Regions from separate parts of the Mus musculus genome. Here regions 1, 2, 4, 5, 6 and 7 are each linked to region 3. Evidence: chromatin contacts called from public Hi-C, HiCAR-type, HiChIP or PLAC-seq and promoter capture Hi-C data. All regions are on one chromosome and are shown on one strand. The core of a region is the stretch at or near the end of the contact, and the rest is flanking DNA. Distances in the headings are between cores, read along the strand shown. Region 1 holds the start of Zcchc2 (zinc finger, CCHC domain containing 2). Region 2 has its middle 22 kb from the start of Gm20753. Region 3 holds the start of Vps4b (vacuolar protein sorting 4B). Region 4 has its middle 72 kb from the start of Zcchc2. Region 5 holds the start of Serpinb2 (serine (or cysteine) peptidase inhibitor, clade B, member 2). Region 6 overlaps Gm41927 (a long non-coding RNA gene). Region 7 overlaps Zcchc2 (zinc finger, CCHC domain containing 2).

Region 1 (4,148 bases), core at 1,490-3,989, 810 kb before region 3:
TACTAAATGTTTATCAAGAGCATATGAAGACAAGACACAATAGTACCTTGAGCTAACTCTATTAGCCGGGGTTCCCCAGAGGAACAGAACCAAATGAATATCTTACAAGAAAAGTTATTAGATTGGCTTATACCGTATGGGATAGGTAGTTCAACAACAGTTGTCTACATGCTAGAGAGGCTGAGAACCTAGTAGCTTCTCAGTCCACAGAGCTAAAAATGTCTCCATGGTCCAGCTGCTGATCTCCAGTAATTAGAAGGGTAAAACTGGACTAAGGCATCAGGAAAGGAGGCAGTGGAAGAAAGGGGTCGGGGCAAGGCAGGCAGGTAAGAACAGCAGCTTTCCCTCCGATCACTTCTAATCTGGCCTCCTTGCTGGCAGATGCTGCCCTCCCTAGAGGGGTACCATCATAACATAAAGGAGGGTCTTCCCCCTCCATCAGTTCTTGTAAGAATTATTCTCACAACTGGCCCAGAAGCAAGTCTCTGACAAACAAGTTTAGCCATCACAATCCCAGTATGAAAAATTTGGATACAAACCCCACACTCGACACTCCTATAGCCCATGTGATTTGATTACACATGGAACATAAAATTTAGAGCATGTTTTTGCAACGAGGCAGATCATATTTCTGAAGAGTCATCAGAATCATGAGGGTAGTTCTCCAGAGTTAAACACTCCCATGTTGCCCTGGGCTCTCTCCCTTGAGAGTGAGCGCTGCAGCAGCCATCCTTCACCCTTGCTCCCTGTGTTCTGTCACTAATCACAGGGTGGAAAAAACCACTTAGACATGTGTGTGTGTGTGTGTGTGTGTGATTTGCAGAGTAGAGAGAGGGCCCTGAAACAACACCCTGTGGGGACAAACCATGAAGCTGGTGGAGGATAACCTGAATTAAGGTATAGTACATGTTATTTATAAGTGTTACTATCAACTGTGTTTTCTAATGCTAGCCAAGCTAGAGAGACAAAAATCATTATTAACAGTTGCAAATTTAATTCTGATGAAAATGTGGACTGGGTGCTGTGAGTCTAGATTAAATAACTGATGCAATAGAAAATTAAAGATTAAAAATCCATAGTCGGGATCACATATAAAAATCAATTTGGAAGTAGAGTATTTGCTCATTACATAAGGCATGGAAGTAAAGTTGGGAATGTGGTAGGGGAGGGGACGGGGGGGGGGGCTCCTCACTATTCTGCTTAAAACATTTCATCCTAAGCTTCAGAAATGTGCCTAAGTGATCAGGCAGGAACAGTAGACTCGAGGATAGTAGCTGAGGCTTACTTCGTTTAAGCTATACCCAAGAAGCACACGAAAGAGAAAACTACATGTCAGAATAGCTTTCACTTACTTTTATCAATATAAAATGTGCTGAGTAATTCTCCATCTCTCGGTTTTATCACGGAAGCTGATTTAGGGTTCAATTCAGTCTTATCCTAAATGATAAAGCCGCAGAGTTTGTGAGATAAAGGCGATTCTATACACTCTGTAGATGTCCCAACACTCTCAACGAGGGTTAGTGTGGCTTTTAATTTTCTCACGCTCCTACTTTGGTTATGTGGTATAAGTTCTTTATTTAAAACTGTCGGAAATTTTAAAAAGCAAACACACAAAGAAACTACTATTATGGACCCTCAAATAATAATAATAATAATAATAATAATAATAATAATAATAATCCTGTTTCCCCCGCCCCTGGGCACAAGATTTATATTTATTTACAATCATGGACTGACAAACAGCATGCCAAGAACTCTTGACCGGCAGTCAGGCTCCAGCACAAATGAGACAGGATGGTCCTGATGGCTCTGAGAGCAATCATGGCCCCTTGGGTTGGTTTGGTTTTTAAATTGATTTTTATGGTTGGGCTATACATATCACTGAAAGAGTCATAGGGAGGGCGGTGTCTACAAAACTTAAAAATGTAATATCGCTTAAAAACTTAAAACCCTGACAAGACAGTAACTTATTAAATTGTTTAAAAGAGTTACAGGAAATTCACACCAGCTCAAGAATTCCAAATGTTCACGGATAGGAACTAAAACGTAGGCAATAAGTGATTGCGCAAACCATAGATTTGGGGCAGGAGGGCGTCCTTAAACTTAACCTTGCAAGCCAGATGCAACCATTAGGCCAAGCACCCCCAGCAACAGGGTCCCCTCAGCCGGATACCCGGCCCAAAGCAGCACCTTGCAGCCAGCCTGAGCAAGGGCGCTCGCCGCCCAAAACCACTCTACATCCCGACCTAACTCCTGGATCTTCGTCCCAGCGTTCACACCAACGGTCCAGGTGAAGTTTTAGAATATGGTAATCTCCCGTGGCTGACTTTGGCGGAGTTCACGAGGCGGCAGGGGCTGGGAACCCACTTGGCGTGATCCAGGGCGGTGGCTGACGCGAAGATGGTCTGCAGCCACGGCACGGTCAGATCTCTCAAGAAAAACTAAGTCGATGTCCCTCCTCCCACGCGAACCTCGCCCACTTCTGCCGCTCCGGGCCAAGCTCACCTCGCCGTGGTCCGAAAGTCCCAAACCCACGTCCTCAGTCTGCTGGAACCCATCAAGCATTAGGACCGCGCGGGATGTGCCAGAGCCTTGCAGCATAGCAGGAGGTGGGCGTGGCTTCTCAGAGAGGGCGGCTCCCGGCGGGGAGGGGGGGGCAAACGAGAAGCTCGCGTCACGCCAGATCTAAACGTTGATTGGCTGGAGTGCGGTGCGCGGAGCCCGCCAGCGTCTCCGCCCAGCCCCGCTGCTCCTCCTCCTCCTCGCCAAGCCGCTCTGCCAGCGCCGGCTCGAGAGGGAACGGCTCAGGCCGTCACCGCCAGCCCCGTGCGGACGCGGAAAGGCGGAAGGAGGACGCGCTCGTCGACTTGCTCCTCCCGCACCGGACTCCCCAGCGGGCACAGAGCCCAGGGGAGGAGCCGTCGCGGTCACGCCCCGCCTCCCGCCGGGACGAAGCTGCCGGCCGGCCACCGCCCCCCGTCCCCGGTCGGCGAGACCCGCCCCCGGCCCGCCCCGGCGGCATGGAGGGGCAACGTTCTTGACGGCCGTGCCGCCGCCCGGGCGCTCGGCTCCTCCCGCCGCCCCCGCTCCCTCGCTCGCATGTCCGCACCGCCTTAGCTGAGGATGCTGAGGATGAAGCTGCCACCGAAGTCGACGCACCCCAGCGAGCCGCCGCCCGACGCGGAGGAGCCCGAGGCGGACGCGCGGCCGGGCGCAAAGGCTCCGCTGCGCCGCCGCCGCGACTGCCGCCCGCCGCCGCCGCCCACGGGCCTGCCGCGGGGACCCCCGCCGCCGCCGTCGCCGCCCCGGGGGCTCGAGCCGCCTGTTGCTAGCGGGCCGACGGCGGGCGCGGGCATGCCGGGCGGCGGCGGGCACGCGGCGGCGCTGCGCGAACAGGAGCGGGTGTATGAGTGGTTCGGGCTGGTGCTGGGCTCGGCGCAGCGCCTTGAGTTCATGTGCGGGCTGCTGGACCTGTGCAACCCGCTGGAGCTGCGCTTTCTCGGCTCGTGCCTGGAGGACTTGGCGCGCAAGGACTACCACTACCTGCGCGACTCGGAGGCGAAGGCCAACGGCCTCTCGGACCCAGGGTCGCTGGCCGATTTCCGAGAGCCCGCCGTGCGCTCGCGCCTCATCGTATACCTAGCGCTGCTGGGCTCGGAGAACAGAGAGGCCGCTGGCCGCCTGCACCGCCTCCTGCCCCAGGTGGACGCGGTGCTCAGAAGCCTGCGCGCGACTCGAGCCGAGGGCTCGCGGGGCAGCGTGGAGGACGAGCCGAGTGGCGATGGCGAGCAGGACGCGGAGAAGGACGGCCCCGGCCCGGAAGGCAGTGGCTGCGCCAAGCTCGGGACTGGAGGCGGGCTCGGCTTCAGGGCCCAAGAGGAACTGCTGCTGCTGTTCACCATGGCTTCGCTGCACCCGGCTTTCTCCTTCCACCAGCGGGTCACCCTGAGGGAGCACCTGGAGAGGCTCCGCAGCGCACTCCGGGTGGAGCCGGAGGACGCGGAGGTGGAGCCCAGCAACTTTGCGGGCTCCAGGGCCCAGGTAAGGTGCGAAGAAGTGCAGTCGCAGCTCCGGCCTCCGCCTCGGCGGGCCTCAGAATCCAGCTCTGACCCCAGCCTCATGCAGGTGTCTCGGAATAACCACTCCGC
Region 2 (4,168 bases), core at 133-2,632, 650 kb before region 3:
CCAATGAGTACCATTGGGTGTATCAGACACACTCCATGCCCAGGGATAAGCTGGCCAATACAAAACGGACTTGGTGGCTTTTAAAAATTTTTTTTGTCTTGTCTTGTTTTGTTTGTTTTTTTTGTCTTATTAGGTTTTGGTTTCAGTTTGTGTGTGTGTGTGTGTGTGTGTGTGTGTGTACGTGTGTGTGTGTACGTGTGTGTGTGTGTTTGTGTGTAAGAGAGAGAGAGGGGGGGGAACTTGAATGAGTAAGGAGCTAGGTGGGATCTTGTAAGACATTGGGGAGAGCAATGAATATTATCACAGTGCAAAACTCTGTTCTTCAAAGTTATTTAATTGTGCATTCGAGTTAAAAAAATCATTTTTTAGTACCTGAATGTTTTGCCTACATTATGTCAGTGCACTGTGTGTGTGTGTGTGTGTGTGTGTGTGTGTGCCTGGTGCCTGGCAGAGAGTGTCAGATCTCCTGGAACTGGGGTTACAGAGAGTTGTGAGCCGCCATGTGGATGCTGGGATTGGAATTTGGGTTAACCAATGATCTATTCCTTTAGTCCCCCAAGTGGGTACATTTTATGGATTATAAAGTATAAGGCAGTAGTTTTAGAAACAGTGTTGTTAAGGTAAAAATCAAGGCATTTTGTGTGTTGAGGAGGTTCTACCTTGATCTGTTAAATAGACCGAAGCTCATTATCTGTGTAAGTGTGGTAGCATAGCCAAGCATCGGGGAAGGATGAAAGGAAGCATAGCTTGGACGGCTGTGCGTGGAAATCTTTGTGAATAAAACAAAAGACAGCAGGCTTTCCCTGGAGAGCGAGGTCAAGACAGGCGTTCCCCTGTAAACTCTTTAGCATTTTCTTTATTATAAATTCCATGTGTATATCACCTCTTCCAAACACATGGATAATTAAACATTTTTGAGTCGCCAGTATACCACAAGCCAAAATAGACATTCAGTATTTGAGATTAGTTTTCAGAAAATGAAGAGCCATTTTCCCACCATGTGTGAGGCTGGCTAATGAAGGAGCTGCCAGATCTCATATTTGCCCTCAAGTGCTAATAATAGTCCAGTCCCCTCCAGCAATGAGTCTCATCGCACAGCCGGTACAGTTTTATTATGTGGCCATGCTTGAGATCGCAGGCTATGTGCTTTTTTGGCCTGCTTTACCTCTTTACATAGAGACCGAGGGAAAGAGTCTTCTATGTAAATTGTTCCAGGGAAAAGGGACTATGTAAACATTAAAGCAATACATGGTATTGAGAACTGGGTGCCGAGGCCCTATTTTTATATCTGTACTGATTTTGACCACTTGCTGGGCTGTGGTTAAAAAGGGAAATGTATGACGACGTTTGCTTTTCCTTTTAACAACCCTGGCCGTCACGCAGAGGAGCATATTACTGCTTCTCGGTCTCTCTGCCCTTTCACTTGCTCTAATTTCATGCAGTCTGAGGTGGAGGGGATTACTTTTTTTAACTGCAGTAAAATAGTATCATAGAAGAGAGTCCTGTGATAGAGCAGTTGACTTCTGAAGAAAACAGGGGAACCAGGCACTTGTGAGTTATGGGCCAGCCTCAGCTACATAAGATAATTCAAAGCAAGCCTCAGCTACATGACCCTCCACACACACACACACACACACACACACACACACAGAGAGAGAGAGAGAGAGAGAGAGAGAGAGATTAACACAACTAATACTTCCTTTCTTAAATTATTTCAGAGACTTAAAATATATCAGGCATCAATTCTTCCTGATGCTTCTATCGGACCATGTGATGTGTGTTCTGGTTTTTGGGACCTTTAAAGTCTTTGCAAGTGAGCTTCTCCTCAGCCATGCCGTTGCATATATGGCTGTGTGAGTTCATGCACATGAGTGTAAGAAGGACAGAATTCTACTATCTTCTTCTACCCTGTGGTTCCCCCACGAATTGAACTCAAATTATCAGACTTGACAGCAAGCACCTCTCCTGGAGGATTCATCTTGCTGTGCCATAGAACCTCTAGTCCATCATGAGGTATTCCTCTCAAGCATAAAACCCTTGAGATATGATGGATATCATACCCAGGCCCTTGCCATTTCTGGTGGGTCTGTGAGGCAGGCAGCAGAAGGCATCAGGGCATTTGATTGTAACCACTGTCTTATCAACAGAGATCAATTGATCTTCCCTCCCCCCCATCCGCTATTCCCACCACCCGGTTCCCTGAGCCAACTCTCTGGGTTGGCTTGGGAGTGATTGGAAAGCAGACTGTGATTTCCTCAAATACATATTTCTTGGAGTTGGGGAGATGGTTCAGTGGCTAGGTACTTGGCTTACAAATCTGAGGACATAAAGGTCAATTGTGTGTCAACCAGTAATCCCAGATCCAGAAGAAGGTGACAGGGGAACCCCAGAACAAGCTTGCTAGCGCAACTAGTTATTGGGGAGCTCTGGGTTTGACTGAGAGACATGCCTAATGGCTAAGAGAAAACAATATGCCCATCACCAGTCTCAGATCCCCACATGCACACACACAGATATGTGCATATTCACACACACATATGCCACATGCACACTCACACGCACTCATAGAAATACAAATAGAAAAAGTGTATTTCCTTAATTCAATAATTTCAAAATGAGGTTGTTATTCGAGTTGATTGTAGCCAAGATAAGGTAAAAGAAAAGCATCCATGCCGAGGTTTCCTGGTCTCCCAAGCAGATCTGTTTGTGTAGTACATCTGTTCTCATAGTATGTGTCCTCGTAACGTGGATAGGGCATGATTAAATACACAGCCCTCCCCTGCCTGAGCCTCCCCTTTATACCTGTGTGTCCTCAGCATCATTCCAGGGAATGTGGGAAGAATGGACAATATTAGGTTAAGACCTCTGGTCCAGGCATGTCTTAATTCCTTTGAGAGCAGCTTCCAACTTCCGGGAATTCCTGCTGAGATGAAATGCCGCTTGGTATTTTGAGGCATCTGAATAGGTAAGCATGCATGTGTGTGGAGCTGGTCATCTGCTTTTCCATAACATGAAGCATATTAGCCCTGCTGAGCTGAAATGGCCTAGCAGATGGTGTTAAGGTAAAGTACTTGGGTCTGCACATGTAGGTTTGTGCATTTGTGCAGAGATATTTTGGTGTGTTTTGTCCTTGCCTCAGCGATGTGTATAAAACAGAGGAATGGGGGCTTGGGTCAGCCAACGAGTAGTGACTCCAATAGGAGGCACAGCTGTGAAGCATGTGTGGTGTGTGTGAGTGTGTGTGTCTGTGTGTTATGAGCGGGGGAGTGTGCACACATGTGGATGTGGAGGTCAGAAGACAACCCCGAGTATTAATCCTCAGGGCTATCCACCCTTTTGTTGAGACAAGGTGTCTCAGTGGCTTCATGTTTGCTGGGTATGGTAGACAGGCAAGACAAGACAAGCCCCACCAGGGTCTACCCTACCCATCATGCAATTATAAGCCTGTGTCACTATGACTGGCTTTTCCCCCTGTAAGTTCTGAGCCTCAAACTCAAATCCTTGCTTGTGAGGAAGTGCTTCGCTGACTGAATCATCTCCACAGCCCATAATTGGGATTTTCTTTTTCTGCTTCTTTTTTTTTTTCTGGTAATATTGGGGATTGAACCAGGGCTTTCGTTGTGAGCATTAGGTAAGACTGCTACCACAGAGCTCCACTTCCAGTCAACAAACTGTGCTTTTCTTATTCTCCAAATCACAGCCTTCACGCTATTCATTCTAATGTAACTCTTTCTTTAGTAGAGCTTAGATTTACACCAACATGGAAAAAAATATCCGGTTGATACTTATAACAGAAAATTATGTTGCTGTAATAATAAAATTATAAATGCTTGTACATAGTAGCAAATAATTGAGGGCTTAGAATATATAGGTATGGAAATTGAGAAAATTCTTCTAAGCCCCCAAATAATAGTATTCGAAACCTCTACAGCTCTGTGTAGCTTACAAAGCATGCGAATGTGTTCTCTGCTTTGACTTACCTACTGACGGCTTAAAATGCTCTCCTCACAGGTTCGCTGAGGGAAACTGGCTTAGAAACATCTGGGCAAGCTGTCCAGGCAAGGCCAAACGTTTCTTAACTCCTCCTCTTGAGGGCGCTCAAGACCTCATTGCCTCATGTCTCACAGCGGAAACCCATCTGAATGTGTATCCCTTACCAGGATATTGT
Region 3 (3,814 bases), core at 417-2,916:
TCCAACAATCCAATTAACATACAATGCATTCTGGTTACAGAATCAAACTACAAATGTTGAAAAAGAAAGATGAGTACCACAAATGAAATTATCTTTAATATCCACAGGAAAGCCGTTATCAATCAACGAATACATTCACAAAAGCAAAATCATCAACAACAAATCCACTAACCACCCCACAAAACAACCAAAACAAAACCCCAGCATTTTCCGAAAAGGGCTACAAAATATAAGGTTACAAAAACTCTGTGGAAAAAAAAATATACATACAGATTAATAGTGAACTTACTCTTAATTCTTAAAAATGAGCCATGGCTGCATTTAGACTTTATAAAAGAGAGCAATCATTCATAATCTTTTAGGTTGAGTTTCAGGATAAGACCCACTAGACAAACCTCTACTCCCCGTCTTGGTGTGGAGTGATCCCTATTCAAATGCCCTTCCTTTGGGTGGAATTTCTTCAGAATCAATTATCCTACGTTAAGGAAATATGTTTACATTATCATTGTTACTTATATCAGACACTGAACAAATACCTATTTGACTACCAGAAGACCAATATTTAAGGGTACTTTGTCCTACTCCTTGGTAAGAAACTAACCAACCTATTTGGCTAGAAGTCTTGGTTATTCTTCTGGACCCCATGGACGAACCAAGGATGATGGGAGACGGCGTTACAAACATTTGCCAATGCACACCGTTCCACGAAGCAGCAATAACCCCTTTCTAACATTATCTTAGGAATCCGAAATGTACCTAGAAAACACTTTTTGTTTTTGTTTTGCGATGAGGGCGGGAAAGTGAAGATACAGATTAAAATACTCCCTGATCTTAAATTCAGTAATTCGGGAGAACATACTCTTAATGAATTCATGGGGATGGTGCCAACAGGCTCGCTCTAACCTAAGGTTCTTGGCCTATTCACCGGATACCTGGACGTCTTTGTTTATCAGCGTAAGGAACTGAGAAGGCAAACCTTATTCTAAACTGGTCCGGAGTACTGCTTTGGGAAAAACAATAACAAAAACAAACAAACAAAAAAAAAAACCCTTTTCCTTTCTTCTTGGTGGACAGACTGGAGATCTTCCTGGTTGGAGAGATCGGCCCAGTTCGGCCCAAACTCCGCTGTTTTGTTTTCCAATCTCACAAGCAAACCAAGAGTCCCACAGACCTTGAGGCTGAGGCGATGCCAAGGCCGGCCCCGCTGGGAAGCGCCCCTTCGCCCGGGTCCCGTCTGCGCGGGCCCGCCCTCCTCCGCCGGGGACAGGGGCGCGGCCGCTTCTCAGTCCCCCGCCCCCACTCCTTCCCCGCGGGCTCCGGCTCTCCAGAGGGGCCCAGAGGAGCCCAGAAGGACCGCGGTACCTGCAGGTTGGTGTTCGTGGACGCCATGGTGGAGATCCGAGGGGTCCCCTACTACAGACAAGGCCCGCAGCAGCGCCGTCGAGTCGCGCCCGGGTCACCACCGCAAACCGTGCGGAGGCTGGCGGCTCTGAGACCCCCCCAGCGGCAGCCCCAGCTCCGGAGCCGTAAATCCAGCAGGAACTCCAGCAGCCACCCGACCCTCCGCACAAAACTTCCGTAATTTCGAGCCCCTTAGGGCTCTGGTCCCGCCTCTGGCCCGGGCACTTCCGCTTCGTCATCCGCACACGCGCTAACCAGTCACCCAGGATGCGTTTCGCCACAAATGAACTCTCGCGAAATGAGAACAGGAAGCCGAGATGCGGAAGTCAGCCTAAAGGCATGTGGGGGATTCTGGAGTGAAGTCTGGTGCTGGAGAGGGACGTCAGTTGTTAAAACATAAAAGTGTGACAAAAGTGTGTAGCTCAGCTAATGTATCGGACATTAACATTTTAGTTTTAGTAAGCAATAGTACAGTCATTTCAGATGCTATTAAGAGAAAGCTGGATGACAAGTACGTTGGAATTCGAAAATTCTTTTTGCAACTCTTGTGCAAGCGTTTCAAACTAAGGTTTTCTTTTCGAAATTATTGCTATCTGCTCCTTATATTCCAGCACAATAAAATACCTATTGTGTATATAAAATGGTAAAATGTAAATGGAGCCTTCACCCCTACTGTCTAGTGTTTACGGTACTGGGAGGTACTTTGCACAGAACCAGAGGAGAAAGGTAACCATCACCCAGCTACAAACCGTGGGACCTACAGTGGTGAGCTGCTTGCAGATAGGCTGGCTCAATACTGGCACAAATGTAAGAATAGCCAGCCACTCTCTGGTTGGATATAAGACCCAGCTATGGGATGGAACAAAACTGCTTGGGTAGCCATGAACTTTAGACTGGATAATCATGGTCTTAGGAGAAAACCACATACTGTTGTTCTGATTAAAAAAAAACACACACAGCAATAAAAATGACTCCCAACAACATTCTGCTACACCCATAGATCAGTGATTCACTCTCCAATCATCAAAGGAGTTTCCTCTTGTAGTATATGGGAACTAACCAGAGACCCGGAACTGAACAGTCAGTGTTCAGTGAGAGACCTAATGGGCTATCTTCATCCCTCCACCCCAGAGCAAAGAAATCTAGAAGAGGAGGAAAGACTAAGAGCCAGAGGAGTTTGGAGGACTCCAAGGAAGCAGAGTCACAAAAGGACTGAAGAGCAGAGTTCAAGTCAGATGGGGTCCCAGCACCGAAAGGGGGAAGTGGATGAGCGCTCCCACCCTAACCAAGAAACTATCTGCAATGACACTCACTTGCAAAGGAAAAATTAATTTTCTCCAATGAAACCTTAACGGGTATATAAACCACGCTTAAGGACAGGTCCTAGGCCGACACAAACAAACTCAAAGGTATTTTTGTAGACTTTTTGTCTCATACTTTGAACATTCTTTTCTACCTTGTCTTTTTCCTGTATGTTGTAGTTTCTAATTTTGTGCTTTAATGTAATTTTTGTGTGCATGTGTTTCTTTGGGTTCTTTTTCTTCCTGTTTGCTTTCTAAAGAGAGAGAAAGCAGAACATGAAGGTGGATGGGTGGGAATGTGGAAGGGACCTGGGAGGAGTTGGGGAATGAGAAATCATAATCAGGATATATCATATGGAAAAACTTTTCAATAAAAATAAGATGGAAATGGAATTCTTTATGTGCATAAAGGTTTACAAAATACTTGTGTACATATTTTATCTTACTGAATTCTATGAGAAATGTGTCTGATTTTTATAACTGAAGCTAATTGGGTGATCAAGAAAGCCCATTGCACAGCTGGGTGGTAAACTTAGGTCACTTATCTCCAAGGGCAATCTCATCTGAGAACTGAGGCAAACAACCAGAGGCTGAATGAACCCTGACTCTGGAGTGGAGGCTCAGTTCCGATCACATGAACAAGGATGCCCTAGAGAAGTGTCATCTGAACAGAATCTCAAAGTCTTAAATTGATTTCCACAGACCAGGACATTTCAGACAGCAGTCAAAGCAAGAATAAATGCACAAAGGAAAGCCATCCAACGTGTTTATGGGAGGCTGGCATGCAGGAAGCAAAGATACTTTGGAATAAGAGTGGCAGGAAATGAAGTTAGGAATATATCGGCAGGCACTGATGGATGCTGAGTGCTTCATGCATTAGGCTTTTCTAGAAAGCAGACAGGGTTGCAGAAGCCCTGCATTGTTGGTCTTTTTAGATTTTATTTCTGGTGAAGTTGTGATTGGTGGTATGTTGACTTTATGAAGATGGATATGGGTATTGTAGAATGGACCAAGAGAAAGCTGGTAATAGGATGAAGTAAGAGGCATCTTGTTTCTACACTTTAAGAAAGAGCCATAGAGCCAACAGGATATTCCCCATTCCTGGAGTACAA
Region 4 (3,745 bases), core at 396-2,895, 730 kb before region 3:
GTCTCTGTCTCTCTCTGTCTTTGTCTCTCTCTCTCTCTCTCTCTTGGTTTTTGATTGTTGGTTGATTTTGTTTGGTTTTAGAGACAGGGTTTCTCTGTGTAGCCCTGGGTGTCCTGGAGCTTGCTCTGTAGACCAGTCTGGTCTTGAAGTCAGAGATCTGCCTTGATGTGTTAGAATGGTGGGTCGAGTCTCAACAGCACACTAGGCCAAGACAGTTCCACGTGGAAGAGGTTTTATTGGAAGGGAGAGACAAGGTAGTGGCAGAAAGAGAAGAGGGGAAGAGAGAGAGAGAGAGAGAGAGAGAGAGGGAGGGGTGATCTCCTTATTTATATGGAGAATGATATAACACAGGTAAAGGTGGGAGATGAGCCAAGTGGATGTTGGGAATATGGTGCCTATTGCTCTTGAGACTGGTCTGCAGGTCTCAGGTCGTGCTGTTGCCTATGTAATGTCATAGATTTGGGAGGTCCTGATGCCAGCATACTTGCCTCTGCCTTCCAAGTGCTAGAACTAAAGATGTGCACCACAATGCCCAGCTAGGTTGTTTATTTTGAAAGATCCTGTATACCACACTGGCCTCAAACCCCTCTGTGGTTGAGTAAACTCCTGATCCTACTAATTGGTGCTGTGGTTACAGGCCTATGCCAGGTAGTTGTAGTGCTGAGGGTCTAATCTCGGGTTCCAAGCATGCTAAGCAAGAACTCTACCAGCTAAGCCAGTCCAGAAACCCTTTTCCTCATCTGATCTTGCTGCCAAGGCTTAACATCAGTGCCCACTTAAGATGCCTTCCTGAACTTCTGAGTCCTTGCCATTCAACATTATTTTTATATCCAACCTTCCTTCTTTTTATATTCAGAGTTAGGGTGGAGGTCAGGGCCTTGCATGGGGTGGGTAAGTGTCCCTGCCACTGACAAGCCTGGGTCCGATCAAAACTCATTTCAATCTTCTTTCTTAGCATCTTAAATACAGAAGCAGGGGACTTTCCCACGCTTGCTAAAGCCACAGCTGTGACTTTCCTCCCGCCTTTTCTTTCTATTTCTGCTTACAGATGGGTTCATCCCACTTGACTTGTTCTTGTAACAGCTGATCAAATATTGCCATGACAACCAAAATACATTGTTCTTTTTTTCTTCTTCTGTCCTTTATGACCATCAGGACTCCACAGCTCAGCAGGCCTATGGTCTACCCCAGGGGTAATCACAGAAAACTGTGTTATCTAGGATTTCCTACCTCATAAAAAGGTTTGTATCTTTTAGGCCTTTGGTGTCAACACCTGCGAACTCTCATCACTGCCTAAGGGCCACAGACTCCTCTAGGGTAACAACAGAAGACCAATCACATCAGTCAATTCCCACTGGGGGAGGGTGGGGGGATAGAAAGAGCACCAAATTGGAAGCCAGGATATGGCCTGACTGTGTGCTGACCAGTTCCTCCTTAGGGCTCCTCAAAGTGCATATTGCTTCCTGCACATAAATAGGTCATCTTGCCTACTAATGAGCCCTGTCTGGGCAGCTCCACAGGCTCTCTTCTGTAGACATCTAACATAAGTCCTAAGATTGATCCAAGATGGATCTGGTGTTTCTGCCCTGCCCCAACTCATATAGAACGGCCCTAGCAGGGATGCCTTAGCTCTTTTCTACTCTCCATGGGAACCAACATCCCCAAATACAAGTGCTTGCTTAGGCCTGTTAACAGAGAAGAAAGGAAGTAGTCTAAGTGAACCAGAGCTCCAAGGACAATTATCTGTCACTATGGCAACAGGCAGTTGTCATCAGTGACTCCATCTTACTTTCCTCTTGTTCTTTCTCATTCTCAAGGTTTTCAGCCTCCTCTGTAGATTCTGGAGCAACTAACAAGAATAGTTATCATTTAGAACCTCTGCTCTGTGTCAAAACCCCAGACCGCACAACCTGAACTCCTGGGAAACTCAGATCTCTTCATGTCACCCTAATACCTACCCTTTCAAACAACTTAAAAAAAACAGAGACCTGAGGCCCCTGGAGGCCTCCCTTCCAGACTAGCATCTGCTGTAAACTCTATGACCGTCCTCTAAAGCACTCTGGTCCTGGGCTTGCTGCACAGAGGGGTTGCCCACAGGGATCGTGAGCAGTTCTAGAAGGTTGCAGGGATCTCTGCAAAGTCTGGTAGCAAACATCCCTTGGGGGAAGCAGAGCCTTGACTGTGGCCCAGCAGAAATGCCCTTTCTCTGCTCACAGGAGCCTGCCACTGTGTTTTAATTTAATGCCACTGAGGTCCAGGCTTCGGTTCCAGCTCTGTTCTTCTCTGTTGCCCTTCTTCCTTTCCCTTCGGCCTCCCCCTTTCAGCTCTGAAACTTAGAAGGTCCCTATATAGAAGCCACAGTAGACACTTTCCTAATCTTTCTGGTAGTAAGAAGACTAGGGAGTGACCAATCACTCCTTGTGCAGTCAGCAGTGTGTCCTGGACCAATATGCTACGAACCCATGACTCTTCTGTTATAAGCACAACAGAAGGCCAATTCCTGGGCAGTGGCTGGAATATTAGACTGCCTGTTCTCACATAGAATATCATAATTTTCTATACCAATTTAGTCAGAATTATTTACTCTAGTTACACCCCTTTCAAAATCAGCATCTTTTGGCGGTCTCCTACATCCCAGGCTGGTCCCGCTAACACTGTAGTCAAGGATGACTTTACCCCTCTTGCCCTTCTTGCCATAGTGCAGGCCACACTTCTAGTCTGTGCAGTATTTACTTAACTGCATTGATCTCAGGGCTTTGTGTGTGCCGGGCAAGCATGATATCAACTGAACGGCATCTTCGGCTCAGAGTGGGCTCAGAGTGGGTATATTAACTTACTTCAGAAGGGAGGTGCAGGCCGGGCATTGGTGGCACACGCCTTTAATCCCGGCACTTGGGAGGCAGAGTTCAAGGCCAACCTGATCTACAGAGTGAGTTCCAGGACAGCCAGGGCTATACAGAGAAACCCTGTCTCAAAAAAAAAAAAAAAAAAAAAAAAAAAAAGGGGTTGGGGGTGCGTTTTAAGGACCCCTTCAGGAACAGCACACTGTCAGGTCATGCTGAGGGCTCTGCACACTGTCAGGTTGTGCCAAGGACTCAGCAGCCTGCTTGGCAGCCACTTTTCCAGAGCAATCAAGAAGGACCTCTTTCTCTGCCCAGCTGAGAGCCCTGCTGCATCCAGACAGGCACACCACAGACTTGCCTGCTCCTTTCACTGTGCTTGGCTATATTCCTTTAAAAAAAATTAGGATTGCATTCATATTTCATCTGTAATAGCTATTTCCAAATATGTCTACATTTGAGGTCCTGGGGGTTATCACTTCTACATAGAAACTTGGAGGGATACAATTTAACTCCTAACAATTCTAACTCAGCTTCTGGAATCAGCTCCCTTTCTCTGGGTGACTGAACAAATCGCTCAGGACTGCCAGAACAAATTGCTACAGGCTCAGTGGCTGAAAACAAGAGAGTCAAGTCCCCTAGTTTTGGAAGCTGGAGGTCCCAGATGAAGGGTCACCTGGAGCAGAGTGCCTTTGGAATCCGTAAGGGAATGTTTCCTATTTTTAGATAAGTCTTACAGAATGTATGGATTACACTTTCAACATGGGGTAGGTGGGGCTAATATTACAATTCAGCACATCCCGGGGACCATCTTGTCTGCTGTCTGGAGCAGGTCACTACTGTTCCAGCCAACTGTTCTAATCAGCTGTCAGGAGGATGTTTCATGGATGAGGTGCTGAGGCTAA
Region 5 (3,779 bases), core at 713-3,212, 710 kb after region 3:
TCTGGAACAATTTGTTTTTGTTTTGTTTTCTGAGAACATACCCATCCCCCAATTCTCCCAGAAGTCATAAAGTAGAACAGAGGTTATCCCTTGAGGTCAAGGTGTATCTGAATAATATACAGATGAAGTGAGGGTAATGGTTGCGGAAGAGGCTTGCTTGTCATCTAAGTAATTATCACTCCCATCTGTGTGGTATTGTTATGAAAGTAATGCTTATAGAAGGTGAGAGATAGATGCACGATTATACAACTAGAAAGTGGAGAAAGGGAAACTTGAAACAGATCTTTCACAATCTTTCATCATCCTTGTCCTTATGCACCACATAACCAGACCTTTCTAGAGAGATTCAGCACTGTCCTCAACTCGCCGAAAAATAATTTAGCAAGAAGCCACTTAAAGTGTTCTTATTGGTATAGGTTAATCAAATTACCTACCTAAGGATAAAAGCCCAAGTTTGAGGGAGCAGCTAGGACAAAATTAATTATTGTACTGCAGGCTCAATTCTAAATGTTGCAGTTGTAACTGGAAGTTCCCTGAGGCTTATAGGAATCAGAATGAGCGTCATCAAATCCTAAGATATAGAAGTCAGAGATTTGGACCAGTGGGAAAAACAATGATGTCTCCCTTGAGGGGAAGAACTTTAATTGAATAAATAAAGATGAGAAATAGCCTAATCTGAAAAAGAAGTGAAACAAAGTGTGGGCAAAGTCTAGGCTCATCTGACATGTTCAGGAAACAGAGCTGCTGATGTGGAGATGGGGAATGGTTGATAAAACATTTAGCTGGTCACATAAATACACCAGTGGGTGCTATCTAGGAGATGGAAACCAAAAAGAGAATGGGTTCAGCAGATAATAGCATCAACTGAGTATTTACAGGGAGAAAGAACAGAACACAGCTTGTAAAAGAGTACATATCAGCCCAAAATGCACCCCTTGGTTTAATGGAATGACATGACATTTGTGGTCTTCATCCCAGATCTCCAGTCAAAGGCATGGAGTACCCCATGAAGTGTGGCACTTTCCATGTTCTTATGTATGTGCTTCCATATAAATGTACAATTAAGAAATGAGAAGTGATCTGGTAGATGTGTTTCCAACTCTTCCTAATAAATTATGACAGTATGAAAATGTTTAGATTCATATCACATTTATTTATGTGTAATTTTTGTCTATTTTTAATTAACATTTTTAGTGTTTTTAGAAAATTGGAAATATTTCCAAAATGAGTGTTCAAGATTACAATTAGCATGTATAGGTTTCTGCCAATTATAAGTCAACATAAGCAGTAGGTTGTCATTGTTTAAAGTAGGTTAATACTGGCGGTGTGATCAAGGCCATATGAAAAGTTCTTTGGGTGTGTCTTGAGACAGTAGGTTAGAATTATTTCAGATTATTATTCCTGAGAGAATCATAGTTTAAAATAATTATTAAATTAGAAAAATCAAGTGTGTTTTTTTCTCTTTCCTCTTTTGTGTGGAGGTTCTTTTGATTCCCTGTAGATCCAAAGGGAAGAAAAGACAACATCCTTTATTGTAAAGACTCCCACAGATGGTGGCTGTCCAAAGGTGGATTGAGTATCATGAAATTCATGCTGTCATTGAATGCAGTGAGAAAGGAGGAGACATGAGTGTGAGTGGTGCAGATTACAGCTAATAGATTTAAAATTGGAAATTGCTAAATTCTTGAATTTTGAATGACATCACACTCTCTAGTTGTTTCTTAAACTGAGTATTACAAGCAAGCATTTCTTTTCTAATGATGTCTTTATGAGTAAAATGTTGAATCATACAAAGAATACAAATTAAAAAGTTTGAAAAAAGAGCTGTGTGGGAGGGGCAGAGTCTTATAAAACCAGTCATTACCTTGTCCACACAGTGCCAGCTTTCCAAGAAGCATTTCCTGTGTGTCAGCCGCTCAGAAGATAACGAGGTAATACAGTGTTTCAGCAATTCCCCCGAGCATCTCTAGTGAATCCAGGGCGTCTTTCTTCTCTCCTCCTTCATAGCAATAGTTACTATATTGAGCTGTGTAGAGGGTAAGTAAAGGAATTGAACCATATTTTCTTTTTCGCTTGTTTAACTAAAGATATTTTGGTTTAAGACTTGAATTAAATTTATGACTGCTTGACTTTGAGTCTTAGAAGTCAGCAAATGCCTGTGTATCACTAGCCAAACTGAAATTGAAATGTACATCTATTGCAGTTTCAATGATAATAGTACTGAGCAGATTATATAATATGTATGTTTTATATTACCTATTGGTTTGATATAAAATCAGGCATAAATAACTACAAATATTAAAATGTTTATACTTAAAATTGAAATTAAGCATTTCATTTTTATATAAAAATAATTTGTTGTAATGTATTTATATTTATAAATATGTGAAGTTCAATTTTCACCTAAAGTTAACAGCCTGAACCTATAAAAATTAAGGAAAAATTTGGGTCAGGACAATCCAGTATCACAATGTATTTATTTGACCTAGTTCTGTAATGGATCAATTCTGTGAAAGAGAAATATCAAGTAAATTAGCTGATGGATTAACCAAACTAACAATTTAACCTTTATCAAGCAGATAATTATTCATTATGGAAACTATCAACTAAAATACTGCTACCAGTTTTTGGAAAATTTGTTTTAGTTTTGATGGTATATTTCCATATCACTACTGCCTTATCTTAGTTTTTACTGAGTTTTGAAAACAATTTAAAAACATCTTTATTATGTGTTTACACACACTAAAATATGTTTGAAACGCTGCAGAAAAATCCAATTTAACATCCAGGTCTAATTCAGAGAGGGAGTGTAGCAGGTGGTGAGCCTATGGTACCTCCCAAATTCATCACCTCTGCCAAGTTTCACCAGTGCATTTGCCAAACTTGTATTGCAGGAACCAACAAAAAGAAGAGAGAGCCCCACCCAGCAGATAATTTCCATTTATTCATCCTAATGCTAATAATAGTGTCATATTTGGAAGCATATGGAATTGTATGGCTTATTATCCTGTCATCATGCTATAACCTCATCCTATCCAAGTGTAAGATGTGGTCTTGTCCAAGAGTCAGGGACCACTATGTGTATATATATATATACTAGTTTGAAGCTTTCAAATATTATTTGAAGAATTTATAGGAAAAGTCCAGATGCTGAAATTAATTAGCTCTGCACTAATTACCTCTTCACATTTTCATTATTATAGCAGAAATCCCAAAGGAGATGGGATATGTGATTATTCCCATTAAACAAAATGTGGCAGAAGTAATTAGGTGATTGCAGTAAAGACACTACCATTTTTATGTAAATGTAATTAACAACACATCATTTAAAAATAGAATTTGGGAACAAGGGTTGTTGTTCAGATGGTGAAGTGCTTTCCTAGCATGCATGATGTCCCAGATTCAATCCCCAGGACTACGTAGATCAGGCTGGGTTGCACACAGGTGTAATCTCAGCACTTGGGAGGCAGACAAAGGAGGATCTGAAGTTCTCCATCCTTCCTGGCTGCATGCTGAGTTCAAGGACCACCTCTCTAGTTCAGAATAATTCAGGTTGTTTAGTTCAATGTTTTTATTTATTGGTAAACTAGAGGTCTGAGCACAGGCCACAGCACAGCTAGCGCTCAGTCACATCCCCAGACTGAGATGACTTCATAAAGGAGTAAATAGATCTGGAAAAATTTCACTCAACTTAGCAATGTTTTTTTTTCTCTATCAAGTTACCTGAAGTCCTAGTTTAGTATTATCTGTCCCTTCTGTGGATTGTCTTGACACTTAAG
Region 6 (3,952 bases), core at 1,255-3,754, 890 kb before region 3:
CACCCTCACACAGACATACATGCAGGCAAAACACCAATGAACATAAAAATAAAATAAAACAAATGCTTCCAACTGTGCAGTTTCACAGAATGGTGCTGAATACTGAGGTAAAGGGATTTAAAAAGAAATCAAACAACAACAATAAAACAAACAAACAAACAAAAAAAAACCCCAGGATGATATCCAAGAGAAGGCTTCTTACAAAAGCCAAAGCTATGATTTATAACAGGCATTATTTTACATAATTACTGCAATATTGATTGCACACTCAGCGATGTGCTTAAATTAAAGACAAGTTAAACCTGGTAACAGCTCTAGAATAATCTAAGTGTGGACATTTACCATTCAGATCTTTTCACAGTCATTTAATGGGAGCCTCGAGGATGCTAGGCCATGTGTTGAGTGTTGATTTTATGCTTATAGAGCTCCTGCTGCCCTTTCTCCTGACAGAGGGCCTGAGACAGACACCACAGCGCAATGTCAGCTCCACAATTAGAACATGAAATAAGTCCCACAGTCAGTGTCTGGAAAGTCCTCCAAGATGAGGGACTGGAAGGAAGGGGAGGACCTTAAACAGGAAACAATCTCGGGCAAGTCTAGATGAAAGACACTTTGGGGAATAACATGCAAGCTGCATTTTATAGTAAATTCCAAAGGCACTGGATTCCAAATTCTCACAGACACTGGTGAGACAGGTCAGTGGTTAGTAACACACTCCGTTCTCCCAAAGAACTGGAGTTCAGATTCCAGCACCCACAAGCCGTACCCAACTGCCTGTAACTCCTGTTCCAAGGGAATGCAATGCCCTCTTGTGGCCCCTATAGGCAACTGCAGTCATGTGCACAAACCAACCCACAGACACATTCAAAGTAAAATAAAATGCAAACGTGTATGAAGTTACATTCATAACCACTTCTTCAAGTGGACTCTTTAAGGGCTGGCTGCTGTTGAATATTGAGTACATCATTTTGTATTTAGGTGTGGAGGCCTGACTCTCCCCTCAGTAAGACAATAAAGGAATACAGAAGATCTTTGCAGCTATACCCCAGTGTGCTGCTTTACCCACTTATTGAGTAGAACTTGCTATTTTCTTTTTTAATTTCCATTCCCTCTTTCTGTTTCGGAATGTCCGTTTTTATTTTTTGTGAAAATCTGTCTGGTCATTTTTTAGAGCCTTTATTATTTTTGTAATCCCCTTTTCTAGCTTTTAAATATTTTTATTTTTAATTGTGAATATGCATATGTGTCTGGGTACAGATATGCACTTGAGTCCAGGAGGCCAGAAAGTATCCCCTGGAACTGGAATTACAGGTGGCTGTGAGTCTCCCAGTGTGGAAGGGCAACCTGCGTCCTTAACCACTGGGCCTCTCTGGAGCCCCTGGGCATTTTATCTCTTGTTATATGTCCACTCCCACAGCTTCACTGTCTCTGCCGCCGTTCCCGGAGTTTCCGGAGTTCCCGTAGTCTGTGGTTTGGTATCCCCGTCGTTGCTCTTCCTCCCTGGGGCCTAAGTCTGGGATGCTTTTATCCACAGGGAACTCAGATTGGCTTCCGCTGAGGGAGGGGGCACTTGCCCAGTATACTTCAGGAATCCACATCCCCACTCTCTTTTCCCCTGTGGCTCATCTTAGACTACTTAGCCCATGGTCCGTGGCAGCTCTAGCTGGAGGAGGATCCTTGTCTCCTGTTTTCATCCTCCATGTCTCCCTCAGATTCACCTCTTTCCTGCCTGGCACTTATTCTATCTATCATATCCAGCACTTCTAGACATCTTCCTTCCAATTACACGTGTGGTGTTCTCTGTATGTTGTAGGGAAGGAAAGAACTCTCACCCCCAAACACTCACACACCTTATCTACCAAGCACAGGCCTTTGCGTATGGGAAGTATCCATCATGTAACTAATGCTTTGTTCATTAATATTTAAACATGGACCCTGGCAAATTAGTGTATATCTTTGCCAGTTTTCATCTTGAACCAATGCCCTGTCCTGTGTGCTTTTCTAATTATCTGAACTTGTAATTATTCGAAGAGCTTCCTCCCTTCTGTCACAAGTGATGAATTCATTGTTGGTTCAGCTTCGAGCACCGCCACCACCTCCCAGCCTTTGCCAACTGTGGCTAACGGTGGCTGGGCCCACATCCCTGTTTGTTTGTCCTAATGCTCGTTACTGTTTGGCTCTCCTCTACCTGCTGCCAATGCAGAACTATTTATATCAACACAGAGACGCCTTGGTGAGCTTCGCTGTGATAACACATCCTCAGAAATCCTTCCATCACAAAGGACTTTGCCCCAGTTCTCCTCCTAGAACTCCTCTCCTGGCACTGACCCAGGGACCCTCCCCAAGAGGAACTCCTGGCTTCCCCAGGGGAAGTGGCAGCCACTGGTCCATCAGCTTGGATGATAAGTCTTTGCCTTCCAACTGAAGGCCCTGGAATGAGACATGCAATGGAACTTGCCCAAAGAGGTCACGACAGCTGAGTCACAGAGAACAGCATTGAAACTGAGATTCTGAGAGGAGAGTGCCCACTGGGAGTGGAGCCAAGGTGCTGAGTCATGCCCTGGGCTCTGCATCACTTGCTCTGTGTCAAAGCTTCTAAAAGAAGGGGATGTCGCCCTTCCTTGAACATTATACCACAGAGACACATGCCCAGGTATTACACAGCACCCCATAAATATGTACATGTTTGATGTATCAATTTTTTAAATAGTGTGTGTGTCTGTGTCTGTGTATGTGTCTGTGTGGTGTGTGTGTGTGTGTGTGTGTCTGTGTGTCTGTGTATGTGTGTGTGTGTATGTGTCTGTGGTGTGTGTGTGTGTGTGTGTGTGTGTGTGTGGTGTGTGTGTGTGTCTGCATGTAGGTAATAAGACAACTTGTGAGAGTCTGTTCTTTCTTTGTACCGTGAAGACTCTGGGTGAGGACTGTGAGAATTGAATTCAGGTCATAGGTTTGGTAGCAAACATCTTTATTCTTCAGTTGTTTACAACAAAATTAGTTGATTAAAAATGACCAGCATTTCCTATCCAAATTTGTTTTTTATGGTTATCTTCTTTTGACTCAAATAAAAAGAGGATGGAGAACACTTGTCTTCCCAGGGCCAGGGCCTGGCTTCCAGTTCTGCAGTTCAGACGCCAACATGATAGTGCCGTGAGAATATTTATTGTCAGTGTTGCGTTTTATAAAAAGAAAGAGACCAGAGATACGTTTGGTGGAGGCAAGCCATGGTGTAGGGGAAGAAGGTGCCTCTGCGGGGCCAACGCTGAGGCATCCCTTCCCCCCTGAGGTACCAGCCAAGTATGGTATAGAATAGAGTTGGGGTAGGGAGGGCAGGCATGAGCACGTGGAGAGAGAGGGAGAGGGCCATGAGGAGACGGGAGGGGCGAAGTATAAGGGAGCGAAAGGAGAAGAGAGCAAGAGAGAGAGAGGGAGGAGAGGCAAGAGGTCCTGTTTATGGTGAGTCAGGCACACCTGGCTGTTGCCAGGTTATTGTGTGGCAGAGGCTAGAGGAAATGCCAACAGTCATCAATGTGACATTTGGGCTATTGGCGTTCATCTATCCATATAATTTATTACTACCAATATTCCATATGTTGGTATCAGGACCTCTGAAACCCATGACATCACATAGGCAACAGCGCAACCCACACACCTGTTGCCAAGGCAACAGCCACCATATTCCCAGATTCCACTTGGCTCCCACCTTTACCTGTGACTATGTCACCATCCATATATAAAGGAAAGCTCCTCTGATCGATCTCTCTCTCTCTCTCTCTCTCTCTCTCTCTCTCTCTCTCTTCCCCCTTCTCTTTTCAATGTCACCTTGCCCTTCTCTCTCTCTCAATAAACCTCAGATGGAACTGTTTGGCCTGGTGTGGTCTTTCTGGAGCCGCAGGACAATCATACCACCATCCTTAGACACAGGACAGAGCTCCAATCAAGGTGTACTGGCCGA
Region 7 (3,963 bases), core at 289-2,788, 770 kb before region 3:
TTGACTGAATCATTTATAAGATACATTTTAAAATCAGGTGTGATGGCACAGAGTGGATTGTTAATGCTTATCCCAGTAATAACGTTAGTAGTACATGCATACGTCTTCATACTCCAGTACCCTGTTTTATTGCTGTTTTGCTTATTCCTCCATGTTTTAGAGATAAAGCATACTACAGGCCAGAGATCAGAGGAAGTCAGCTTGAGCAGTCAGGAAATGTGATAGAGGGAGCATTCCCGACTTGAGAATTAATTTGAATATACCAAGCTTTTAGTTCTAACATGAAAAATAGGAATTCAGCCTGGGTTGACCCGAATTTGTACGTTTTCTATAGATTCAGACAGCAATTCTGAAGATTCTGTGAATCCGTCGTCAGCCAGGTTTTCAGGTTATGGCTCTGTCGCCCAGACCATCGCAGTCAAGCCGCCTGCTGAGACTGTCTCCCTGGGAACCGAGGACGGGAATCTTTTGGAAGCTGCACTGACCTCACACAAGTACCCGCATATTCCCTTCATGCCAACTCTACACTGTGTCACGCACAACGGTGCCCAGAAGTCGCAAGTTGTCATTCCGTCGCCCAAATCTGCAGATGGCAAAACCTTAGGGATGCTTGTCCCTAATGCGGTGGCTATTTCTGCAGTGATGGAATCCTCAAATTCAGCCCCTGTTGGAATCCTAGGCCCGGCAGCTTCTGGGGAGTCAGAGAAACACCTTGAGTTGTTAGCTTCCCCTTTACCTCTCCCATCAACCTTCCTCCCACACAGCAGTGCGCCTGCTTTGCAGCTGACATTACAGAGTCTAAAGTTACAGCCACCACAGGGATCTTCTGACAGTTGTCCAGTTAGTATCCCACCACAACCAACCGGAAGTCTGAGCATCGGATCACCAAACACTGCCTTTATTCCTGTCCATAACCCAGGTAGTTTCCCAGGGTCTCCTGTGGCTACCACGGATCCCATCACAAAATCCGCACCCCAAGTGGTAGGACTAAATCAAATGGTGCCTCAGATTGAGGGGAACACAGGGACAGTCCCTCAGCCGAGCAATGTGAAGGTAGTTCTTCCGGCAGCGGGCCTCTCAGCTGCACAGCCACCAGCTTCCTTCCCCTTTCCAGGCTCACCCCAGGCTGCCAGTGCACTCCCCACCCAGAATTCCAGTGCGCTCAACGCAGCCACTTCTGCCCAGCCAGCAAGCACAGGCATCAGTCCATCCCAGTCCACAGTTCCCCCTGCTGTTCCCACCCACACCCCAGGCCCTGCCCCGAGCCCCAGCCCTGCCTTGACACACAGTACTGCACAGAGCGACAGCACGTCGTACATCAGTGCTGTGGGGAACACGAATGCTAACGGGACCATAGTGCCACCACAGCAGATGGGTCCCTGTGGTTCTTGTGGGCGAAGGTGCAGCTGCGGGACCAATGGAAACCTCCAGCTAAATAGTTACTATTATCCCAACCCAATGCCTGGACCAATGTACCGACTCCCATCATTCTTCACTCTGCCATCCATTTGCAATGGCAGCTACCTCAACCAAGCACATCAGAGCAATGGAAACCAACTTCCTTTTTTTCTGCCTCAGACTCCATATGCAAATGGACTGGTGCATGACCCAGTCATGGGGAGCCAAGCCAGCTATGGCATGCAGCAGATGGCAGGATTTGGGAGATTGTATCCTGTATATCCAGCACCTAATGTAGTTGCCAACACCAGTGGTTCTGGGCCCAAGAAGAATGGGAATGTCTCATGTTACAATTGTGGTGTAAGCGGACACTATGCACAAGACTGTAAGCAGTCATCCATGGAGGCCAATCAGCAAGGTAATCCCACTAACTCCCAGAGGACTTGTTTTTGAATTCCCAGTTTCTTCTTGATTATGTGGTACTGTCTTAGCAGAAAGATCCGTATGTGTGTTTGTTTACAGAGGTTGTATTTTCAGTAGCAAAATGCAGCCAGAGATGGCCAGCATAGACCCAGGCCCCGAGGTCATGGAGGAAGGTCTGAGGAAGTTTAGTTTGTCACTAAGGAGTGAACGGCAGAGGTGCTTGTCCAGGCTCAGGGCACAGCATGCATAGTACATTCTGTAATGTTGGTTCCTTGCATACAGGGCTGTAGTTTAAGAATACAGTCCTCGTACATAGAGGAAGCAGACGGGTTAAACTAGGATGTGAGCCAGTTCCCCGCATACATGGTTAGAGTCTGTGCACACAGCTGGCTCCTATCTGAGCCCCTGCTGCCCTTTGATTCTGTACACATAAGGCAAAAAACCAAGAGGCCATGGAATCTTTACAGCAACAAAGCTTTGTGAACACCAGTTTGGGAGTAAATTTGAAGAGTGCTAACAGCAGAAGAAAAACATGCACTTTACTAGCTAGGTGTGGGTAAGGGACCAGATTCAGTTCTTTTGTATTTGTCATTGTGCCAGATCTTACCTGGGGAATGTCTTGAAACAGGAGTATATTAATTAGGCATCCTCAAAGGGAAACCCAGTTAATTAGCTTTAGGTTATACTTAAAGCTCAAGCTCTCCTCTGCTTTTGAGAGTAGCTTACTTGCTGTTTTGGACTGGAGTTAGTGCTGAGGAAAGGCCTTTGAAAGCATGCTCATTTGCAGTCTTGTGTAGTGGTTTGTGATGCGTGTAGTCATAAGCGGTGACTTAGCCGTTCTGTCTTTCCTGTTTTAGGCACTTACAGACTGAGATACGCACCTCCCCTCCCCCCTTCTAATGATACGTTGGATTCTGCAGACTGAACGAGTAAAGCTTGCCTACTTAATGCACTCAAGTGTGGGGAGTCATGGGGTGTGGAGGGGAGGAAAGGAAAGGTATTTTGTTTCTTTGTCTGTCCATTTCCTCACTTTCTATGCAGTTGGGAGTTTTCATTTCTCTTTTACCTGTGTCCAGAATATGAAAGAATGTGATGCTCCTGAGCCTCTGGTCTCCTGGTCCAGCAGCCGGCTTACATGTATGACACTTGTAACTTCAATTTCAGACAAACTCTTGAACGGAAAACATTGATGTGTGCTTTTTTACACTGACTACTTGCTGTGTGCAATGTTTACTGAATCTTTAAACTGTGTATCTGACCTTAGTTGTTTCCACAACACTGGTTAACAGTCTTATGGTTTTCTTCTTCCTGGCTTTCCTCACTTTGACCCTGAACCCAACTTCTCTTCCAGCTACCCTCTCTCCCTGGCCTGCGGCAAGGGTGCTCAGCAGTGTCCTTGTCACACTTCAGTAACCTGTCTGAACCAAGGCAACATGTTTCACTGTAAATTTTAGACGTCAGATTTCCAAGAAGTATGTATATATGTCATAAGAGCATCACGTAAATGCATATATGCAGCACCTGTCCAAATAACATGAGAACAAGTGGGAGAGAGGAAATCAGACTCGGGAAGCCCCAAATGGGGAGTGGACAAACAGGCTGTTCTTGAGCGAAAACAGCAGTTCCTTCCATCACACTTCTGAGAGACTCAAAGGGGACACACTGGTGTGAATGTTCTTCTCTGTGTGCTTGTATCTGTGATGACAGTCAACATCCAGGGCTTCCTGTCGTCTGCCACCTTGACCTACCCAGACACTGCTGAGTGAAGATGTCCTCTTCCCTACCTGGCTGTTGCAGTGTCACACTGTTACAATGTGTGTGGTTTATTGCATCAGAACAGAAGCTAGTGGGTTTTCTCAAAAGTCAGGTACCTGCTTCCTAAGCCGAGTCTCCTCAGCCAAGTCACTTTTATAACCCTTTACCACTATGCTTGATACAATGTGAAAGACTGCGTGGAGTGTGTTGAGATGGTGTTTGTTAATCATGTCAGTGTCGTGTCACTAAGTTTAATGCTGCTGGCTTTTTAAAGTTTTGTTTTGTTTTAAGCCAATCTATATACTAAATCGCTTCCAGGTAATTTTTTGATTTCCTGAAGTGCACTGAGGTTATCTGGGAGGTTGGATGTATCTTCAGTGACTGCTG

What was found. Promoter capture Hi-C pulls out the DNA fragments that hold promoters and counts their contacts. Hi-C and Micro-C count contacts between places; a contact is called where the count stands out from the background. HiCAR-type assays count read pairs that join an accessible place to other places. HiChIP or PLAC-seq counts read pairs in DNA pulled down with a chosen protein or histone mark.
Region 1: an H3K4me3 HiChIP or PLAC-seq map of the SCID.adh cell line shows a contact between it and region 3, with 14 read pairs. The contact joins the promoter of Zcchc2 here to the promoter of Vps4b in region 3. A contact is called at or near these places in 7 of 39 promoter capture datasets (cranial neural crest, embryonic stem cells, frontonasal cranial neural crest and 4 more), 11 of 484 Hi-C or Micro-C datasets (B cells, CD4 T cells, CD8 T cells and 7 more), 16 of 115 datasets of contacts at active chromatin or transcription factors (the 230-238 cell line, the SCID.adh cell line, T-cell acute lymphoblastic leukemia and 12 more) and 3 of 9 other capture datasets (embryonic stem cells, liver and macrophages).
Region 2: a contact with region 3 is called in a promoter capture Hi-C map of pre-B cells. The contact joins the enhancer-like site here to the promoter of Vps4b in region 3. A contact is called at or near these places in 8 of 39 promoter capture datasets (the HPC-7 cell line, HPC-7-derived erythroid cells, cranial neural crest and 6 more), 5 of 484 Hi-C or Micro-C datasets (B cells, the G1E-ER4 cell line and erythroblasts), 7 of 115 datasets of contacts at active chromatin or transcription factors (bone marrow-derived macrophages, embryonic limb bud, embryonic stem cells and 4 more) and 1 of 9 other capture datasets (liver).
Region 4: a contact with region 3 is called in a Hi-C map of B cells, with 18 read pairs. The contact joins the enhancer-like site here to the promoter of Vps4b in region 3. A contact is called at or near these places in 5 of 39 promoter capture datasets (the 3T3-L1 cell line, embryonic stem cells, hippocampal neurons and 2 more), 1 of 484 Hi-C or Micro-C datasets (B cells), 13 of 115 datasets of contacts at active chromatin or transcription factors (the NIH/3T3 cell line, astrocytes, bone marrow-derived macrophages and 7 more) and 2 of 9 other capture datasets (adipose tissue and liver).
Region 5: a contact with region 3 is called in a promoter capture Hi-C map of the HPC-7 cell line. The contact joins the promoter of Serpinb2 here to the promoter of Vps4b in region 3. A contact is called at or near these places in 1 of 39 promoter capture datasets (the HPC-7 cell line) and 1 of 115 datasets of contacts at active chromatin or transcription factors (bone marrow-derived macrophages).
Region 6: a HiCAR-type map of fibro-adipogenic progenitors shows a contact between it and region 3, with 5 times the contacts expected there. The contact joins the enhancer-like site here to the promoter of Vps4b in region 3. A contact is called at or near these places in 3 of 39 promoter capture datasets (cranial neural crest, liver and pre-B cells), 4 of 115 datasets of contacts at active chromatin or transcription factors (the NIH/3T3 cell line, embryonic stem cells, fibro-adipogenic progenitors and 1 more) and 1 of 9 other capture datasets (liver).
Region 7: a contact with region 3 is called in an H3K4me3 HiChIP or PLAC-seq map of pro-B cells, with 5 times the contacts expected there. The contact joins the enhancer-like site here to the promoter of Vps4b in region 3. A contact is called at or near these places in 5 of 39 promoter capture datasets (the 3T3-L1 cell line, the C10 cell line, hippocampal neurons and 2 more), 7 of 115 datasets of contacts at active chromatin or transcription factors (the 230-238 cell line, T-cell acute lymphoblastic leukemia, large pre-B cells and 4 more) and 2 of 9 other capture datasets (adipose tissue and liver).

Annotation. Positions count from the first base shown.
Region 1 is chr1:105,987,667-105,991,814 of GRCm38.p6, forward strand. It overlaps Zcchc2 (zinc finger, CCHC domain containing 2), which reads left to right and starts at 2,740. Exons shown (of 14, transcript NM_001122676.1): 1 at 2,740-4,041. The coding sequence starts at 3,124. It overlaps Gm7160 (predicted gene 7160), which reads right to left and starts at 2,616. Exons shown (of 3, transcript NR_151625.1): 1 at 2,506-2,616; 2 at 1,353-1,437.
Region 2 is chr1:106,147,854-106,152,021 of GRCm38.p6, forward strand. No RefSeq gene overlaps it. Among named protein-coding and RNA genes, the nearest start is that of Gm20753, 22 kb to the right of the region's middle. Within about 2 kb of position 1,383, at least 20 of the 459 cell types and tissues checked have an H3K27ac peak or open chromatin away from gene starts, as enhancers often do. A contact at or near this core is called in B cells, bone marrow-derived macrophages, pre-B cells and 1 more, where this site is marked.
Region 3 is chr1:106,795,059-106,798,872 of GRCm38.p6, forward strand. Vps4b (vacuolar protein sorting 4B) reads right to left here and starts at 1,667. Exons shown (of 11, transcript NM_009190.2): 1 at 1,363-1,667. The coding sequence starts at 1,389.
Region 4 is chr1:106,060,321-106,064,065 of GRCm38.p6, forward strand. No RefSeq gene overlaps it. Among named protein-coding and RNA genes, the nearest start is that of Zcchc2, 72 kb to the left of the region's middle. Within about 2 kb of position 1,646, at least 26 of the 459 cell types and tissues checked have an H3K27ac peak or open chromatin away from gene starts, as enhancers often do. A contact at or near this core is called in B cells, stem cell-derived neural progenitor cells and trophoblast stem cells, where this site is marked.
Region 5 is chr1:107,509,548-107,513,326 of GRCm38.p6, forward strand. Serpinb2 (serine (or cysteine) peptidase inhibitor, clade B, member 2) reads left to right here and starts at 1,963. Exons shown (of 8, transcript NM_011111.4): 1 at 1,963-2,037.
Region 6 is chr1:105,904,122-105,908,073 of GRCm38.p6, forward strand. All of the region lies in intron 2 of Gm41927 (a long non-coding RNA gene), which reads right to left. Among named protein-coding and RNA genes, the nearest start is that of Gm41927, 28 kb to the right of the region's middle. Within about 2 kb of position 2,505, at least 116 of the 459 cell types and tissues checked have an H3K27ac peak or open chromatin away from gene starts, as enhancers often do. A contact at or near this core is called in the NIH/3T3 cell line, fibro-adipogenic progenitors and liver, where this site is marked.
Region 7 is chr1:106,029,418-106,033,380 of GRCm38.p6, forward strand. It overlaps Zcchc2 (zinc finger, CCHC domain containing 2), which reads left to right. Exons shown (of 14, transcript NM_001122676.1): 13 at 335-1,816; 14 at 2,679-3,963. The coding sequence ends at 2,746. Among named protein-coding and RNA genes, the nearest start is that of Zcchc2, 41 kb to the left of the region's middle. Within about 2 kb of position 1,539, at least 42 of the 459 cell types and tissues checked have an H3K27ac peak or open chromatin away from gene starts, as enhancers often do. A contact at or near this core is called in microglia and pro-B cells, where this site is marked.